Linked DNA regions of Mus musculus: region 1 is linked to region 2. A link is a contact called in public HiChIP or PLAC-seq data. All regions are on one chromosome and are shown on one strand. Each heading gives the region's core, a stretch centred on a gene start, on an enhancer-like site or on the middle of the called end of the contact. The rest is flanking DNA. Distances are from core to core; before and after follow the strand shown. Region 1 overlaps Dab2ip (disabled 2 interacting protein). Region 2 holds the start of Ttll11 (tubulin tyrosine ligase-like family, member 11).

Evidence for each region. HiChIP or PLAC-seq counts read pairs in DNA pulled down with a chosen protein or histone mark.
Region 1: a contact with region 2 is called in an H3K4me3 HiChIP or PLAC-seq map of bone marrow-derived macrophages, with 4 times the contacts expected there. The contact joins the enhancer-like site here to the promoter of Ttll11 in region 2. A contact is called at or near these places in 1 of 39 promoter capture datasets (neural stem cells) and 2 of 115 datasets of contacts at active chromatin or transcription factors (bone marrow-derived macrophages and neural tube).

What each region holds. Positions count from the first base shown.
Region 1 is chr2:35,727,225-35,732,279 of GRCm38.p6, reverse strand. It overlaps Dab2ip (disabled 2 interacting protein), which reads right to left. Exons shown (of 16, transcript NM_001114124.2): 15 at 4,767-4,854; 16 at 1,286-4,222. The coding sequence ends at 4,055. Among named protein-coding and RNA genes, the nearest start is that of 9030204H09Rik, 89 kb to the left of the region's middle. Within about 2 kb of position 2,584, at least 122 of the 459 cell types and tissues checked have an H3K27ac peak or open chromatin away from gene starts, as enhancers often do. A contact at or near this core is called in bone marrow-derived macrophages, where this site is marked.
Region 2 is chr2:35,978,178-35,983,177 of GRCm38.p6, reverse strand. It overlaps Ttll11 (tubulin tyrosine ligase-like family, member 11), which reads left to right and starts at 3,358. Exons shown (of 10, transcript NM_029774.3): 1 at 3,358-4,006. The coding sequence starts at 3,554.

The DNA of each region.
Region 1 (5,055 bases), core at 1,335-3,834, 250 kb after region 2:
CACACAGCCCGGGCTTCTTCTGGAACAGAAGCACTGTGACTCAGTCCTTTCATTGAGGAAATCTCTCTAAAATGAGCAGAAGGACCGAGGCCGGGCTCACTTCCCCTTTTCAGCCCTGTGGCTGGTGTCCCCAGGTCAGAACTCACTGGGTTCCATTTCTCCAGAGAATGATGGCCAGCATATAGTACCGTCCTTTCAGGGCTCTGCGGGGCAGCTGTCCTGGCTCTGACTATACGGTTGTCTATGCTTGGGGGCTCCCACCTAAGCCTCTGGGTAGGATCTGGGCAAGCAAACCTTTCCCGTCAGCTTCCAGTTGACAGTTAAGCAATTTTCTTATCTCCTCGGATCTCCTCCCACATTAATCTTGTCAGTACAATGATGTTTGGGGAGGAGACGAATCACATGTGATCAGGAATCCTCATTTAACTGCAAGACTCGTTTCTTTTAAAAAAAAAAAATCCTGGTAGTGTTATCTGCTTGTTTTTTATACATTTCTCACTGTAGCCTAAACTGGCCTCTGGGTAGGCATTTTCTTTATGTTTCGGTGTAGCCAAGTGTAGGCAATTTCTCATTTGCAATCTGACAGACAGATCTGTTCTCACGAGGGTGAATGCTTGATGGTCCTTGCTTATTAGAAGGCCTAAAAACCCTCCAACTGCTTTTTTCTTTTTCTTTTCTATTTTTTAGGGGTCTGGAGGTGTTTTTGTGCCAGTTTGCTCTGGGCTTCTGTGTGTTCTTGCCCTTGTAAGGCTGAACTGCTCATGTTCAACCCAGGGTTATCGCACATCAGAAGACAGGATCCCAAACACTGACAGATGCGGGACAAACCGCTGGGGACGCAAGGCACTCACTCATCCAGCAGGTACGGCTGAAGTGCTCTCAGTGAGTTCATTTCCAGCTCAGGAAAACCTGACCCTAAAAACCAAGCACTAGATGCGTGGGGTCAGCCAGCCTTAGCCTCCCCTCACTGGTAACCCTGGGCAGAGCAGAGCTCAGCTCTTCTCTCATCAGGTTGCAGATTAATAGGGTCGACCTAGAACCTCTGCAGCAGGAAGCATGGCAGCTCTCAGCTCCCAGGAATCACTGGGGCTCCCAGCCTGTGCAGGTCGGGAGGGCCTTTAAGAGGTCAGCTGCTCCACTCCCAAGCACAGGGCTTTCCACAGAGAGGAGGGGCAGTCCCAGGTCACCCAGGTAGGGGTCATGACTAGAACAACAGTATTAGGTCAAGATCCAGTTACCTGTAGGAAAACAAGCCAGGACACAGATGAAGAAAGGCAAGTCAGGCTTAAAATAGCTAAATAAATCTTTAATATTTCTAATTGCAAATGTACAGAAATTGCACAGCCACACGGAGTCTTCGAACACCAACAACTTCTCTGTACATTATTACAGGGTTAAAAGTCTCGACTGGAGGGAAGGGCTCCGGCCGATCCAACCTTTGCATTTTTCCTTTTCACATACTTACAAAAGGGGGAGCTGGGCACAGTGGGGGATCGGGTAGCCTTGTGGCCGAGTATATAGAAAAGAGGGGCTGGTTCCCTGGACAGTCTGGCTCCCAGACCTATGAGTATGAGGGAGGAGTGTCCCTCGGGCAGGTGCTGGGGTACACGTTGAGCTCTGGCCCTGGTCCCCACCCCTACTCCTGGGCAGTCAGAGGTCTTCACTCAGAGGAAGTTTGGCAGTTTCCTTCACCCTAACACACAAGTTGAACAAAAAGGTCAGGTGTCTGTGTTGGCAAGGGTGGGGCCGCTCTCTCCATCAGATCTTGGGTGTCAGTGGCCAGGGTCTTCCCAGAGCAGGGCCTCTGGCAACTCCAGCCCTTGCTGTAAGCAGAGCTCAGACGCCCCAAGCCGTTGCTGTGGGCAGGAGGATGCTTTACTGGCCCCACTGGGGCATTTGCCCCCATCAACCTTCCACCCAAACAGCATGCTTGAAAGCCAACGAATCAATGCCCCGGGCAGGAAACAGACAGACAGACACCTAGACTGCAAAGCTCTTTGTCCTGCCCAGCACCGTTCTCCAGGCTCTAATATCAACCGTGAGAGCAGTGTCCTGGCCAGCCCTCGCAGCACCAGGACTAAAGGACTATGTACATCCCTTGGGTGAAATAGTTCCATTACAGTCAAACACCAAGAACATTTACAAAAAAAAAATTTACAAAAAAAATATTGCAGACTTGCAATTAAGATAAAAATCTGTGGAGAGTCTGTACACTTTTACAGTTTTTGCACTAGGTAAATAAGGCTCTCGGCCTGAGAGCTAACAACCCCACCAGAGGGGGCCATTGCATCTGGCCCTGCGCTCTCCTGTCCAGGCCTGGGGACCTCCCCATATTGCTAGGAGGCGCTCAGACAGAGGTCACTTTACGAGGCATGGGCGAGAGTGTGGGTGAGGAGGAAAACAGGGCTCCCTGGGCAGTGGAAGGGCAAGACCCAGGCCAGGCCAGGCCAGGCCAGGCCCTGCCCAAGAGGCCACCCCTGCTGAAATGCATGGGAGCAGGGGTGTGGACAGGAGTGGGGCAGGAAGAGGCAGTGGCAGGCCCTCAGCCCCACCTCCTTCCTTCCTGAGGTCTCTGACCCTTGATAGCCACGCCCTCTCCCAGCATTGGTCTGCAGCCTAACTGGGTTCTTTTACCCTTGCCTGTCCATCGTGGACTGAGGACAGGGCGCAGCCTAGCTAGGCCACACCTCAGGATGTCCACGCTTTCTAGTGAGGACTCTAGGAGCATTAAGTGCAGCTTGCCTAGCCCCATTCTGCTGCCTGGGCAAAGCCTAGCTCCTGCCCTAGGTGACTCAGAACCAGGGCTTGGAATCTAGAGTGTGGGAACAGATGGGGACCCAAGAAAGACCCAAGCTCCTGCCCTTCTCTGTCCCACAAAGGGGGGGGGGGGAGGGACAGATATGCTACAGAACAGCCTAGAGCTGGGGAAAACCAGCCCCAGCTGTGGGGGATGCCCCTCCCTGCCTGCAGTGCCTGGGTCCTTGGCTGGGGCTGGGAGGGTGAGGAGAGGCGACTGCACACGGGGCCTGGTGCAGGCTGCTGCTGTCTTGGAGAGGGAGCAAGTCTAACATCCTCCAGGGCCGCTATTTCCCATGCAGTGCGCTCGCTCAATTTAAAAGGCCCCTGTGTTCCAGCAAGCGAGCAAGCGGGCTTTTGTTTCTAATGCATACTGTGAAAGGAAAAAAAATCACAGTTATCCACCTTCTCAGGGCCGGCAGGCTTTAGAATTCTTTCTTAAACTATCAGAGAAGAGAGATCACCTTTGCAGGGTGAGCACTGGCTGGCCTCTCCCCACAGGGCCACTGTGCAGGCCACACTGGGACCCTGGAGAAGGCAGCTACAACGCATGGTGCAACCTGGCCACCTCTGCCCAGCTCTCTGGCTTCTGGAGTTCCAAGAGCATGAGCCAGGCCCGCATGTGAAGTGTGGGAAGCTATGGCTCCTCCCACGGGTATGAGGGCCCAGCAGAGAAAGTGCAGTGCTGTCTGTTTGGCAATGCAAGGAAGGAAGGGAAGGAGGGTGGAGGGTGTCACGTCTGGGATGGGCATAGGACCGAGGTTCTGTTCTTCAGTTCCTCACCCCCTGGAAGGGTCCCTGACCAGCTGCATGCAGTGGCAGGGGCTCAGGGCAGAGATGAACAGGGGCCACTCTGCCTGTCAACTACTCCATCAGGTCCTGGGGGCCATGGGAAACCCACAGCAGTGGCCCCTAAACCTTCCTTGAGCCCTTTGCAGGTAGCTTCCTCCATGGGAAAGGGTAAGGAGGGGTACATGCACCTGGCTGCTCAGAGAGAAGGTGCCACATACCAAACTCAACAACCAGAGACACATTCGGCAGGCCTCCCTGCAGACTGGCCCCACTCCCCAGTGCAGTCTCCGCTGCCTCTACCCACACCCACTGTTCAGGTGGGCAAAGAGAAGGGGGGCCACTGTGCCCTCAGTCTCACGCTCCATCAGTCTTACGCCCCCTCCACTGCAGGCTAGCCTGCAACTGTGGGAGTCTCCTGACGGAGACCCTGTCCCGGGCCACCACAGTCCCCCTCTCCTCAGGCAGGTTAACAATTGCTGCTGTTTCTGAACTCGCCGTTCTCAGTAATCTGCAATTTGGTGGGGTTGGTGGGGGAGACGCCGTTACGGGCTTGCATGCTGTACCTCTCTTTCAGCTGTGTGAGGGCACTCATGAGGCGGGCATTGGCAGCATCCAGCGAGGCAATGCGCTTTTCCTGTGGGCAAAGAGGGCATTAGTGATGCTTGAGGTGGGCTCTAGCCAGCAGTAGCCAGCAGAGAGCACCACGACAGGCCAGAGAAGTGTGTTAGGCCCAAGCTGTGGAGTAGCTGGGCAGGTTCTGTGCTATCACAGACTGGGGCCTTATAATTTGCCTCCTACCTATACAAAGCTAAAGCGGAGCTATAGCACCTGAGCTCGAAGGCAGAGCCTTTCCTCTCACACTGTCACACACCCAGAGCTCCTTCCTAGGCTATGTAGCTTACACTCTAACCAAACCTGCCAATTCTTGGGGCATTCAGAGAAAGGGACACAGCTGTGAGTGAAGGGGCTTGGGGACCAGAGCCCTTCTGCCTAGCCTTCTTTCACCTTCCTAGTCCTGCCTACTCCACTTCCATAAGTCCCTGGTTAGCATCCTCAGAGCCCAGAGACCTTGGTTCCTGGTCCATGGTTTTTACACTGAGGTGTAACCAAGGATACCAGAGAAGCTAGTTACACTCGAACTACCCCAAACTCTGTAACACTGTAGCCAGAGCCCCAACCTGGGCATCGATGATCTTCTGTTTGGAATCTACAGCTGCTTGCATCTCTGCATGATCCTTCTTCAGTTCTTCTTCCACTGACATCAACCTGTGAACAGAAATGCAGAGTCAGGAGCACTAGGAGGAGGAAGTATACTGTGGGGCCTGTGGGAAACCATCCTATCTAGAACTGTCCCCCAAGCAGTGGCATGGCTGGGCTACCCTGTCTTGACCTCAACTCTCCCTCTGCAACTCTGCTCTCTGGGGCTATTTCCATTCCAGTGCACTTCTAAGACCCAAGGAATGTCAT
Region 2 (5,000 bases), core at 2,109-4,608:
TAGAATTTCATTCATTCATTCATTCATTCATTCATTCACTCATCCATCCATCCATCCATCCATCCAACCATACATACATACATACATACATACATACATACATACATACATACAATAGTTACTGAGTACATCCTCTCTGCCAGGTCACTGTACCCCTCATTTCTGGCTCCAAGACTGGCAAGACAGACATGAAAACAGACAAGCAAAGCTCCCACCTTGGAGTCATGAGGTCCCTTACCCTGACCTGCTCTTTGCTCTCAGCAGTCACAGTGGACGCTGCTCCTGGATGCACTTCCTATGGGGCTGGAATGTTCATTTACATATTCTGGGGGCTTCCAGAGAAGTGAGAGGTATTTCCAGTGCTGTCCAAAGCCCAATTGGGCCCTTTGTGCCCTGTTCTTTTTTCCCCCCATGCTTGGGTTTCATCTGGTCCAGTCAGCTTCCCTGCTCCCTTGCATGCACAGCACTGCATCTCTTCCTTATCCTTTTCCTCGGTGAGTTCCTGCAGCATCTGCAGCAGGGGCAGGGGTGTCCTCGGCTGGTGGACAGAGCCTCTGTGACTGTGTCTCAGTGGGCAGAGCCTGTGCTTGGTTTCTTCCTCACTGGCTCTGGCCATGGCTTATGCCATGGCCACGCCATCTAACTATGCCTGCCCCATTCTCAAGATTCAGCGTATAGTTCATGTCTGATGTAGAGCCTGGCTTTTAATTCTCAGGAAACTCATTTGGTCTCATGCTTCATCTTTATTTTTCTCTCTTCCATAATTATCTCACCGGGTGAGGTCGGCTTTAAATTGAAGGACCAGAGCCATCTCAGCGGACTGAAAGCTGAAGATGTGGGCAGAGCTGGAAGGACACGTGGGAAGCCCCAGAGGCAGAAGAGATTACGACTGTATAAGCAAGCGGCTATCGCTATGTGGGCCGCTCTTTTCAGATGTGATAAGCTGTAAATAATTTGTTACTGCATCCACAGTGCTCTTTGTGGATCACATTTTCTGGTCTTTTCTAGAGAGAAATCAGTTCAAATCTGTCCTTGCCTAGACTGATGGGGAGGCTGAGATGATTTCTCTGTGAAGTGGCAGTCAGGATGTGGTAGAGGGTTATCATGCACACCATCAGTACAGACTGTAGCTACTTCTGCCGGAGGGCACTGAGTAAAGTTCCCCAAAAGACAGCTACCAAGATGACTCTGAGTTTCCTAGGCAGAGACACTAAGGAAGGGTACATCTAGGCAGAGGGAACAGTGTGTACAAAGTCACAGAAGCAAAGAGAGGATGTGATTCCAGAAAAGAGGGTAGAAAGAGACAACTAATGTTTGAAATTTATCAAGAGAGGTTGTGCAAGTAGAGGATGTTTCTATGCTTGGAGAGCGCAGCTCCAGCTGCGGTATGAATGGACAGGAGTGTAATGGAGACAGATGGTACTCATTGGGAGGCTGCTGCAGCAGCTCGGAGAAAAGGCAGAGGCTGACCTGACACAACGGTGACAGGGAAGGCAAGAGAAATGCTATCTCAATGTAAAAGTCACAACTGTAGGGATGGATTAAGAGAGGAGGGAGGTGGGGTATGATAATTTTAAGCATTAATGAATGAGAGACATCAGGTGGGACAGGATTTGGGGTGTCCTACTATTCATCTCCAGAACTTTCCTTACTGAAAGCATAACCCTGAACTAATTCCTGAGGGAGAGTGAATGGCTGGGCAGGGAAGGCCCCACGGACAGCTCCAGAACTCTCCGAAGGCCTCAGGCAAGTCTCTGGTTCTTGATATTGGGGCCTTAGAATCAACGGGGCAACTTTAACAATCCCGCCCACCCCCAACCAGTCACACCCACAGGCTCAACCAGATGTTCTGGGCCACAGGGTAAGCACCTCAAGCACCTACAGGTTCTTGACGCCTCCACACCTGGGTGGGCCTCGAGGCAGCTTGTTCACACACTGAAATTCCCGGCCAAGGAAACAAGACTTTTGGAGAAATGCAGGAGGGGCCATTTTCCCCCAGGACCCTTAAAACTAAATGTGGCAGAACTCACTGAAGTGCAACCACGGCCACTGGTCAGTCCAGGCTGCTGTTACGACTTTCTAACCCCATTTTCTGAAACTTTCAAGTTAACCCAAATGTGGCTCCCTCAGGCAGGAGAGGACCCTCTTCTAGATCAACTCTACATTTTTATGCCTACCTTAGTTGGGTATAGGAGTTCATCACTCAGGAGGCAGAGGCAGGCAGAACTTTGTGAGTTTGATACCAAGTGGTCTATATAGTGAGTTTCAGGACAGCCAGGCCTGCTAAAGAGACCATCTTAACAACAACAAAGTATGGCAGCCATGAAAAACTGAAAGGAGGGGCTCAAAGAAATACTTGTACATGAATGTTAATGGCACTATTAGTCACAAGAGTCAAGGGATTAAAATAACCAAAAAGTCCGCAGAAAGGTCTATGGAAGAATAATTGTGCACGCACACATAGAATATTTGTAAGCTTTATGATGGAGTAAAATTCTGACACCCACTATGATGAAAAACAAAAACAAAAACCTTGTGAAGCCAAATAAGATAAAAACAAGAGGTACCCCAGTAGTTAGATTCAAGGGGGAAATAGACTTGTGGTGACCAGGGCTGTGGGGTGGGAATCCCAGGAGTTAGTTTATGGGTATGCTTTCAATATGAAAAGTTCTGAAGATGAATGGTAGAGATGGTTTGCACCACAGTATGAATGCACTGAATGCCACTGAAGAGTGAATTAAAAATAGATTAAATGAGGGCTGGAGATGAAGGCTCATCTGCCATTCATTTCCTGGAACCACGCAGCAGGTCACATCAGGGAATCTGATGCTCTCTTCTGGCCTCCTTCTCCACCAGGAACATGCATAGTACACATACATACATGTAGGCAAAATTATACACACCACACACATAATAAATTTAAAAATAATTAGTACGTTTTGTTATATGTTTTTATTGTAATAAAAAGTGTTGCCCTCTACAAGTCTAGGAATCTGAAGGGCTTCTCCATCTCATGGGAGAGACCTGAAAACCGACAAAGGTGGCCTCCAGCCTCAGTCTGAGGCTCACAGAAAAGGAGTCGATGAATGTAGTAGGACTGGGGAAACTAAGTCTCGTGTTTGAGGAAGATGCCGCTCTTCCCAAGTCCTTCCCTTTCCAAGCTCGGGAGCGAGACAGGAGCGCAACCTCTTTTACCCTCAGCCCCACTATAAATCATTCCTAGCCAGTCCCTGAGTGCTCAGAAACTCTGCATGTGTGACAAGCTGCCCTCTTCCAAGATGGCTATCGCCACCTCTGTGACAGGCCTGGTCACGTGGACGCGCTCGCTTGTGAGGTCGCCGGGCCCGGCAGGCGATTGTCCCTTGCGGGGCCCCGTCCCGAGGCGGCGACTATCCCTGTCAACCGGGGCCTGAGAGATCATGGCAACGGGCTCGGGCGGGGAGCGCGTGGCGGCGGCGGCGGCGGCGACGGCGGCGGCAGTTTGGTCGCGGGCCGGGACGGCGGAGCAGCGGCGGCGGCGGTGGCTGTGGCGCCGGCACCGGCCCTGAGCGTCATGCGGCGCAGCAGCCCGGAGAAGAAGCCGGAGGCTGAGTGGGAGGCGGACGCGGCGGCGGCGGCGGCGGCGACAGCAGCGGCGACCGAGTCGCTACCGGCGGAGACTGAGAAGCAGCAGGGCGTGGACGCTGGCGCGGCCGGGGATCCAGAGCGCCTGGAGCTGGAGGAGCAGCCCAAGGACGTGGGCCGGATCCCGACCCCGACGCGACGCCACGCGCCCGAGGAAGGAGAGGCCCGCGTCGTCCGGCGGCTGCCACCAGCGCTGCCCCTGGCCCAGCCGAGGCCGGCGGCGCGGGCCCTGAGCCAGCTCGTGAAGGCACGGGGCCGGAGCCGGAGCCGGGTCTACCGGCGGAGCGCAGGCTCGATGCGGCCGGTCACCGTGGACAGCTCCAAGGCCCGCACCTCCCTGGACGCGCTCAAGATCAGTCTTCGCCAGCTCAGGTGGAAGGAGGTGAGGCCCGCCGGCCCGGCGCGTGGGCACAGGGGGGTCGTCCCGAGGCCTGGCCCCCGGAGCCACTTCCCAGGTCAGGTCAGCCCGTCTCTGCTCTGCTCCCCTACAGCTTTTCTTATGTCTGCAGCCCTGGCCTCGTCAAGCTGTAGATCCTGGTTTATCCGTCCTGTCTTCTCCTCTGTTGGCCCCGGGGCCAGGGGCCACCTTTCACTTTCTGCATTTCAGTGATATTTAAAGTTTAGTAAACTTTCATGCTTAGAGTGCCACTCTTGGGCCAGGTTTGTGCTCGCCAGCGCCTCACTACACTCTTCAACTTAGCTGTGCGACCTTGAGCAAGCTACTTTTCTTCTTTTGGTCCCGTTTACCTCGGTAAAGGGAAGCCGGTTCGTTCCGGTTTGGAGCATAGTGCCTAGTGCTTGCACAAGGTTTCAGCAAATGACAACCTACTTTCATCACGATCTTTTACCACCACCACCATCACCACCACCGCAGACACTGATTGGGGGATGTAGCAGGTGACAGTAAGTGGGGGTGAAAGCATGTGTGAGCAGATGAATCACCCTTGAATTCATTTCAGACCTTTTAAGGGACGGGGTGGGACAAAAGCACCAACGAATCCGAGAGGTTTCTATTTTCATTGGCTGAGTAAATAAAGCCAGCTGACTTTATTTACAGCATAGAAACCATTGGTCCACTAAAGATTCCGTGCGCAGAGAGCATGAGGGCTCAGGCTCTGAACTTTGTGCTAAGTGTGGTACAAGTGGTTTAATGAAGTTGGAGACTGGGGAGAGATGGCCACAGGTCCACTATGGTCAGAATGTTGATGTCCCAGTGGAAGAGTTTGGTTTGGAGAGAAACCAAGAATCAGGTGGGGTGGTGGAGGTGGGGTCTGGCAATCCCAGGTGTCAGAGCCCTCTCAGTCTTGATTTTCACACCTTGGAAACTGGATGAAGATTGGTGAGACTCGGTTCTACAGTGTCTAAACTGTAGATAA